2 separate regions of the Mus musculus genome follow, and region 1 is linked to region 2. A link is a contact called in public Hi-C data. All regions are on one chromosome and are shown on one strand. The core of a region is the stretch at or near the end of the contact, and the rest is flanking DNA. Distances in the headings are between cores, read along the strand shown. Region 1 overlaps Olfm2 (olfactomedin 2). Region 2 holds the start of Pin1 (protein (peptidyl-prolyl cis/trans isomerase) NIMA-interacting 1).

What was found. Hi-C and Micro-C count contacts between places; a contact is called where the count stands out from the background.
Region 1: a Hi-C map of cerebral cortex shows a contact between it and region 2, with 2.1 times the contacts expected there. The contact joins the enhancer-like site here to the promoter of Pin1 in region 2. A contact is called at or near these places in 2 of 15 datasets of contacts at CTCF or cohesin (embryonic stem cells and pro-B cells), 29 of 484 Hi-C or Micro-C datasets (the N1E-115 cell line, cerebral cortex, cortical neurons and 5 more), 10 of 115 datasets of contacts at active chromatin or transcription factors (the SCID.adh cell line, VIP interneurons, embryonic hindbrain and 3 more) and 3 of 9 other capture datasets (adipose tissue, liver and pancreatic islet).

What each region holds. Positions count from the first base shown.
Region 1 is chr9:20,702,217-20,706,601 of GRCm38.p6, reverse strand. All of the region lies in intron 1 of Olfm2 (olfactomedin 2), which reads left to right. Among named protein-coding and RNA genes, the nearest start is that of Olfm2, 23 kb to the left of the region's middle. Within about 2 kb of position 2,456, at least 33 of the 459 cell types and tissues checked have an H3K27ac peak or open chromatin away from gene starts, as enhancers often do. A contact at or near this core is called in VIP interneurons, cerebral cortex and cortical neurons, where this site is marked.
Region 2 is chr9:20,649,863-20,654,645 of GRCm38.p6, reverse strand. Pin1 (protein (peptidyl-prolyl cis/trans isomerase) NIMA-interacting 1) reads right to left here and starts at 2,528. Exons shown (of 4, transcript NM_023371.4): 1 at 2,449-2,528. The coding sequence starts at 2,506.

The sequences.
Region 1 (4,385 bases), core at 1,207-3,706, 52 kb before region 2:
ATTTCTTATAAACTGTTGAGTGTCTTGATTTCTAAACTGTTTTTGCTGTTGTTTGTTTGTTTTGTGTTTTTGAGACAGGGCCTTACATCAGCCAGTCTATCCTCAAACTCTCTATGTAGCCCAGGCTGGCCTTGAGTGCCATATCCTTCTGCCTCCACCTTCTAAGTGCTGGGGTGACAGTCTGGCTTGGAACCACATTTATACTACAGCATGCAACACCTCTCTCTCTCTCTCTCTCTCTCTCTCTCTCTCTCTCTCTCTCTCTCTCTCTCTCTCTCTCTCTCTCTCTCTCTCTCTCCCCTTGGAGGCAAGAGCATATGGACTCAGGGCCAGACTAGGCTACATAATTTGGATATAAAATGCCCCCCAAAGATTTGTGTGTTAAAGGCTTATTCCCCAGAAGGTGGGGCTACTGAGCGACCATTGGATGGTGAAGGTGCTAATCTCACCCCCAGATGTGTTTATAACTGACTGGGATGTTAGTAGGTGGGGCCTGCATGAGGGATGAGGGCCGTGTTTAGAAGAGGATCTCTTGTGTCCTTTTGATCTTAGTGAACAGCTTTTCTGTGGCCCCCATCCCCACGGCCACGTTTGATCTTAGACTCAAAGCAATGGGCTGAAAGCTCTGAAGCCATGAAGCACATCTTTCCTCCTCTAATTTATTTATTTTTTTTATTGTATGAGTGTGTGTGTGTGTGTTTGTGTGTGTGTGTGTGTGTGTGTGTGTGAGAGAGAGAGAATGTATTGTGTGAGTATGTATTGTGTGTGAGTGTGTGTATGAGTGAGTGTGTGTTGTGTGTGTGAGAGTGTGAATGTGTATATGTGTATGTGAGTATGTGAGTGTGTATTGTATTGTGTGTGAGTGTGTATGAGTATGTGAATGCATGTGTGTGAGTGTGTGTTTGTGAGTATGTGAGTTTGTGTGTGAGCAAGTATGTTTGGTGTGTGAGTGTGTGAATGAGTATGTGAGTGTGAGTGTGTGAATGTGAGTATGTGGCTATGTGTGTGTGAGAATGTGTATGTGTGAGTAAGTATGTGAATGTAAGTGTGTGTGAGTGTGAGTTGTGTGTGGTGTGTGTGTGAGAGTGTGTGAGTGTATGCATTGTGTGAGTGAATTGTGTGAGTGTGTAGATGTGTGTGAGTGTGTTAATGTGTGTATGTGTTGTGTGTGTTCTGACCTCCTTACATGGGCCATGGCACATGCATAGCAGAGGGCATAGGACAACATTAGCTGTTGGTCCTTGCCTTTCACCTTTTTGAGACAGGGTCTCCATTTTGTTGCTCACCATGTATGTCAGGCTGGACGGGATTCTCCTGCCTCTACCTCCCATCTCGCTGTAGAAGCACTGGGATTACAGTTGTACACCACTGTGTCCAGCTTTATGTAGGCTCTGGAGATTTGAACTCGGGTCTTTATGCTTGCATGTCGCGCACTTTACCACTGAACATCGCAGCCCAACTCATCAGCTTTTGAAGTTTTCTTCTACAGCTCACTGATACATGCACACCATTGGCTGAAGGAAATCACATGGCCACTGTTGGGAAGCATATCCTACCAAGCATCCAAGAAAAAAACGATTTGAATATATTTTGAAAATGGTACATTTATTTATGTGGGAGGCAAGCATACCATTGTGTGCATGTGGAAGGCAGAAGACAGTCTGTAGGAGTCAGTTCTCTCCTTCCTCCATGTGGTTCCTGGGAAGACACTCAGGTCATCCTGCTTGGCAGCAAGCACCTTTACCCACTGAGCCATCTCACTGGCCTAGGACTGGAATATTTTCCAAAAATTTGGTGTCTCTCTTACACATGCACAATGTTACACACATACATGCACACACCCATACGTATGCTTTATTTCTTCAGTCTTTATTTATTCTGTTTTTGCACACACACATGTGTGCATGTATGCATGCACGGCCAGGCCCATGTAAGGAAGTCAGGGAACAACTCAGGGGAGTCAGTTCTCTTCTTCCACCCTGTAAATCCGAAGAACTGAACTCTGCTTGTAGGGCTTGGCCATAGCACCATTTTCCCTCTTGAGCCCTGTTGCTGGGCCCCCTTCCCAGTCTTATCACCCCTTTCTTTCCAACAATGGGATGGAGCTGGGAGTCACAGATACCTTCTTGTGTGGACTCCCTGCTCGTCTGTAGCTAGGGATCCTAGGGCACTAAGATTCCCACCCAGAGCTTCAGCTAGAGCTGAGAAAACCGGGTGGACACCTTCTCTGCCCCAGAGTGGGCGGTATTTTTCCACAGTCACCAGGGAAGAATAAAAGCAGACTCTGGAAGAACTCCATCCTGGCGGCCAGCCTTCTCCATCTCGCCAGCTGTGGCTTGGAAGGAAACCCTGGAGGCGAGAAGACAAACCCAAAGGGACCCCCGTCCTCCCAAGCTCACCCGCCTGGTGCCACCAGGGACCCTCTCCTTGCCCTCGATCGGCCAGCCCCCCTTCCTCCCAACTACTCAGATATTCCAAGGCAGGAAACTCATGAATATTTATAAGGGCCTGGCAGTGAGGGAGATAAAAAAAAAACATTTGAAATTTATGAAGCTGGGTCTATCTATAAATAACAGGCCATGGCTGGTGGGGTACCTCCCTCACCCACTGAGGGCTTTGAGTTCAGTACCAGATCTAGAGGAGTCTCCCAGAGCTGTCCCTCTATGAACACATGTGTGCACAAACATACAGAGCTTCACTGTGAATACACAGTCCTGTATGCATGTATGTGTGATGTATGCAAGTGTGTGTATGAGTGCACACATCCATGTACACACAGAAGCCAGAGAACAGAGTTCTCTATTTCACTCCTTGAGACAAGGTCTTTCACTGAAACTGGAGCTAGACTGGGGCAGCATCCCCCCCATACCACACACACACACACACACACACACACACACACACAGATCCTCTGGTCTCTGCCTCCCACAGTGCTGGGGTAACAGGAACCCGTGCTCAGGACTAGAGCTCAGGTCCTTGTGCTTGCACAACAAAAGCCCTTATCTTGATTCCTCTCCTGACCCTGGGACATACAATCTAGCATTCTTCTGTTCATAACACACACATGTTCACACCTGGGTGAATAAAGAGACATGCATCACACCCACCAGGGGCTGCCTCCCTTGCAAATGCTCATGCAAACACCCAGCTGTTCAGCGTGGACCAGAACCTGCCTAAGCTATCTTATTCTCTGTTCACACTTGGCCAAAGGCAGCCACTCACACTTACACACTGGCACAAACTGTAGAAAGGCCACACCTCAGCTCATGAGCCCCTTCCTGACCCATGACCGAAACCCAGAGTCCCTTTTCTGGGCCTCAGTTTTCCCATCTGAATAAGGGACATGCTGAGAATCTTGTCTTTTGTAAGTGATGTTTGGAGTGTGAGTGTGAGTGTGTGTGTGTGTATGTGTGTGTGTGTGTAAAACAAGAGATTGAAAACCAGAACCTCATGCCTGTTAAGTAAACATTCTATGGCCCAGCTACTCTACAGCCTATATATTATTTTTTGAAATCTGCTCAGTAGAGGCCTGAGCCATGGCTCAGTTGTATAGCCCCTGCCTAGAATCTCCTGGAGGCTAGTGGTGTGGTTTAGTGGTAAAGCTCTGGTTTAGTTTGCTCAACATCCTGACATTCATCTCCAGCACTAAAACCAACCAAAAGACAGTCATGGTGGCATACACCTATACTCTCAAGAGGAGCAGATGTTCAAGGTTAGTCTTAGCTTCATGGAAGTCAGCTTGAGTTTCATGAGATCCTGTTCCCAAAAATAAATGAATGAAATTAAGTCCATGGTTGGAGACAGGGCTGACTTGGGAAAGTGCTTTCTGTGAAAGTCTGTGGCTGTGAGTCTGATCCACAGAACCCACATAAAAAAGCCCGATGTCATAGTGCATTCCTTGGACTAGCACCAGGGAGCCAGAGACAAAGGGATACCTATGGCTGGTTGGCCAGCCTAGTTCAATCACTGAGCTCCAGGCTCAGTGAGAAACCCTGCCTCAAAACACACACACAGACACAGATACAGACACATATATACACAGAGAGAGACACACACGCATATATGTGCATATGTATGTATGTGCGTATATATACATGTGTGTGTATGTGAGTGTGTGTGTGTGTGTGTGTGTGTGTGTGTGTGTGTGAGTGTGTGTGTGAAGCAATTGAGAAAGACCTCTCTCCTCCCTCACGTGTGTGTGTGTGTGGGTACTTTAGAACACAAACTGCATTACAGAGTCCTCCCTCTAGATGATTGTGGGTGGGCATTCACACTAGCCATCAGTCACCTGCTGCCTGTGGAGCTGAGGGTGTCTTCCAGTCTTCTCCAGGCTGTGAGGCCAGGAATATGGAGGTCACAGCTGTATGGTAAGCACATCTCATCAG
Region 2 (4,783 bases), core at 1,279-3,778:
GCACTGGTGGCCTAAGTCAGAGAGCAAGGAAGCAGCATTACTTGGGACCTGCTGTCACCTGAGTGACAGTGAAGAGCATAAAGGAGATGGCAAAGGAAACACCTGAAGGAAAAGTCTGGCTTAGTGAAGCATACCTGTATGCTTAGCATTAGGGAGGCTGAGGCAGGGGGATGGATGTCTGCAGTTTGAAGCCAGTAAAGGTAAGTTTGCAAGACTGCCTCCAAAAAGTGAAAGAGAAAAGAAGAGGAGAGGGGAGGGGTATGGCAGAAGCTGAAGGAAGGACCCAGTAGATTCTGGGTCACTCCAAGGGCTGAGAGTCATTCTGGGTTACACAGCTGATCTAGCAGCAGAGAAGGGCTGAGTGTTACCCATGAAAGGGCGGCTTTCATAGTTCTACTGAGAACAAATGGCAAGAATTGGGACTGGTCCATAGCTAGGCAGACGGGCAGGGGTAGAGGTGTGTGTGTGTGTATAAAAGAGTTTTACTACAGGAGGCTTCACCAGCTGCTTCTATCGGACTGGGGTTCAATTTCCAGTGCCCACCTAGAGGCTCACAACTGCCTGTAATTCTAGTCCTAGGGTGTCTAGCACCCTCTTCAGGCTTCTCTGTGGGTATTGCATGCATATGGAATACACATGCAAGTCTAATGCCCATACATGTATTAAAAAAAAAAAAAAAGTTTATGTAGCCCAGGATAGCCATGAGCTAGACCTCCTGCTTCTGTGTAAGTGCTGGAAATACAGCTGTGTGCCACCACACCCAGCTAGAAACAAGTTTCCGCTAGAAGTCACAACCCCACACTAGGAATAGAGCAGCCTGGACAGCTGGACAGGAGCTAAATCCAACTAAAACCTTCCCAACAGGCCATCTCGGTGAACCTCAGCTTTCTCATCTGCAGAGCCGGGCCAGAGGATAAGGTCATCAGAGCCGGGCATAAAGGCAGAGAACTTTAGTCCCAGTGCTGAGAGGCGAAACAGAAGGACCATGAGCTGGAAGCCGGCTTGGGCTACACAGTAAGACTTTACCTCAGCTAATTAATCTGTGTCATGTAATCCCGGTAGACACCAGAGGTTCAAGGCTATCTCTCTCTCTCTCTCTCTCTCACACACACACACACACACACACAGCCTTAAAAAGGAAAGAAAGAAAATGGTTCAATGGGTAAGTGCCTGCAGCCAAGCCTGAGGATATGAGTTACGCATGGTAGAAGGAAAAAAACTCTTGCAAGTTATTGTCTGCTCTCCACATGCACACACACTAAGTATAGTCTTACTAATAAAGACTGCCTCAATAAATACATTGGGCAAAGTGGTGCATGCCTGTAATTTCAGCACTTGGGGGAGCTGAAGCAGGGGACCAAGAATTCAAGAGTAACCTGTCTTTATGAGGCTCTGTCTAATACCTTTCCACATCCACCCTCGACAAAATGGGGAAAGTGAATGACATTAAACCTAGCTGGGTTAATTCAGAGAGAGCCATAAGCAGTGTCCAGAACCCTGATGCTTAATAACTAAGAATTCTGAGAGAGCTCTGTAGGCTGCAGAGACCCTAGCTCTACCTGAGGTCCTTGTAGGCTACTCTAGGCGTTGCCACTGACACCGAGGAAGGCTATGCTTGGGATCAAAAGAAGTAAAAATAAAAATAAAATTAAAAATCATTGCAATCCAGGGCATTCCTAGTAACTGAAGTGCATTATCAGATGAGTTCTTTCCGTGTCCTGGCCTCAGTTTCTCTCACCTCAAAAATGAGAGCAAGTCTTCTTTTGAAAGAGGGTAGCTACAGAGAGGAGGAGGAGGAGGAGGAGGAGGAGGAGGAGGAGGAGGAGGAGGAGGGAGAGAATAAGCCAAGGAAAAAGAGGGAGGGAGATATGGAGGTGGGGGTGGGGATAGGGGAAGAGGAAGAGAGAGGAGAGGAGAGAAGAGAGGAGGGTAGGGGGGAGAGGGAGAGAGAGAGAGAGTGGGAGAACGTGAGACCACACCGACGTGGACTTATGAAAGAACTTAAAGTCTTTCAAAGAGCTTGGTACCATGCTTGACCCAGAGACGAACTGGCCTGGTTAGAAGCCATCACTGCCGCAGGGTCCCGATGGGGGTTGGGGGGTGGGATGAGCAGGCACGTGTCTCGGATGCTGCGGGAGAACTCAGATCAGGGCGGCCCACGCCCTCTGCACTGAGTCCGGATCTCTTCCTCTCAAGGGAGCCCCGAGGTGCAGCCTCGTCACCTCTGAGCACCGGAGCCCAGCGGTGGGCGAGGACGGGGGCGCGTCTGTGCCTGCCCCACCTCCTACCTCAGTTTCTGGCTTTCCGGGCCCGTTATCCGCGGAGGAGGCCAGATCTCCATGCCCGAATCAGGCCGGTGATGAGACTCGCCTGTCTCGGCAAGCTCCAGCCTAACTTCCGAGAGCTCGCGAGGCCCCGCCCTGGCCCCGGGCGACCCCCAAGAGGTACCTGAGCTGCGACTCATACGCTTCTCCCAGCCTGGTGGCAGCTTCTCCTCGTCCGCCATCTTCCCTCCTGCCGCAGCGCCTGCTCCGCCTCCGCGGCTCTGACCCCGCGCCAGAGCAGCGCCGCTGGTGATTGGCTCGTCCAATAGAAACGCCAATTGGACGGCAACACGGAGCCGCGAGCACGCGAGCTTTTTATTGGACTCCCCCGCGGTCGGACCGCCCCTACACACAGCCTCCCACCTTCCCAACACCACTGCCGATTGGCTCGTCTGGAAGCTACGTCTATTGGGTGCTCCAACCGGGAAAGTGGCTCCCTCTAAGCGTCAAAAGGCTCTCTTGGTTCGCTTAGGCCACAAAATAGAGCTTATTTGACTGGCTCCTGAGGCAGCCAATCCGGCCTTCTTGAGCCTTTCTCGGAGGTCCGCCAACATCCGCGCGGAAGTGGCCAGCAGGAACTAAGATACAAGGTACTTTTGCTGTACTTTGCCGTTGCCATAGCAATGCAGTTGCCTTGGTGACTATGCAGCGCCTAACTATGCAGAGGCTAACTATGTAGAGCCTAAATTTGGCTTTTGAGTTCTCCTTCTTCCCACTGTTTTTTCCCAAATGTCCAAAGCGAAACCAGTCCCGTTTGGTTTTCACAAGGCGAACCATTTCACTGGTCCATTCACCCACTTTCCGTGTCTTTTTTAGAACCTACTTCGACTTATTCCTTCTCCATGGGCTCCTCCTGGCTTCTAGGCAGGTGACTGATGGGTGAGAGCGGTACCACTAGGATGAGGAAAGGGAGTAGGAGGGGGTGGACAGCTCCAACGATCAGTTTTAGTCAATTGGTAGTCTAAGGAAAAGGGTGTGCTAGTGTGTACCTTCAATCCCAGTACTCAGGAGGCAAAGGCAGGCAATTCTCTGAGTTCGAGAACAGCCTGCTCTTCAAAGTGAATTTCAGGACAGACAGGGCTTCACAGGAAACCTTGTTTCAACAAACAAACGAACAAACAAGCAAAAGGAAAAAAAAAATCTGTGTAGAGCTAGAGAGATGGCTCAGTGGTTAAGAGCCCTAGCTACTCTTCCACAAGACCTTTTCAATTCACCAGGCCTGAACGTAGTATGCATTCACACATACATGCAGGCAAAACATTCATATACATTAGAACTTTAAAATGTTACTTTATGCCTAGTGGTGGTGGCAAATGCCTTTAATCCTAGCACTTGGAAGGCAGAGGTAATCAGATCTCCAAGCTCAAGGCCAGGCTGGTGTACAAAGTGAATTCCAGGACAGCCAGAGTTACACAGAGAAACCCTATCTCCAGAATTTTTTTTTTTAAAGTTACTTTACAAAAGATTACATTTATAAGGGATACTGCCAAGAAAACTGTAGTCAAGAGCACAATTTGTGGCAATCTGATCTCTCCTTTCACCATGGGATTCTGGAGGTCAAACTAAAGTTGTCAGGCTTCGTGGCAAGTTACCCGTCTTGCTGGCCCTAGATAATTAATGATTTTCAAAGACACTGATGGGGGAGGGGTTCAATGAGTTCACCAATAGTGAAAACCTCTGTGTGACTTAAAAAAGATGGCACTCAGTGACATGAACTCATGAGAAGGGATTAGAAGCAAGATTCGACTGGGTTTAAAGCCAGGCTCTACCACTTACTGTGAACTGCTTAACCTCAATGATAGAGCCTTACAGTAGCAAAGCATGGGCCCAAGGACAGCACTCAGTGGCTAAGAGCATTTGCTACCAAGCCTGAGGACTTGACACACAAACATCTTTGTGAGTTTGAAGCCAGCCTGGTTTATACAGTGAGTTCCAAGACACCCAGGACTACACAGAAAGACCCAGTCTAAAAAAAAAAAAAAAAAAAGAAAAGAAAAAAAAGAAAGTGAGAATAGCTCAGACCTAGAGTTCAAACCATAATAGCAAAAAATGACATGACAGACTTAATAAGGCTACTTTCTTATCTGAAACCAGTATAGAAGAATATAGACCAGATAAGAAGCCTCACTCTTCCTAGCCAGAAATACTCCATGCACTCACATAGGTTCCCATTAAAAGTGTTTATTTTGCTGGATGTGGTAGCACATGATTTTAACCCCAGCACTGGGGAGGCAGAGACAGATGGATCTACAAAAGGCCAGCCTGGTCTACAAAAGGAGTTCCAGGAGAGTTAGGGCTGTTACACAGAAATCTTAACAAACAAACAAACGGTTTATTTTATGCAGGGTGTGGTGGTCTTGCCTTTAATCTCAGAACTCAGGAGGTAGAGGCAGGTAGTTATCTGGGTTCAGTGCCAGCCAGATCTATATTCAAGTTTCAGACAGGCCATGGCTACATAT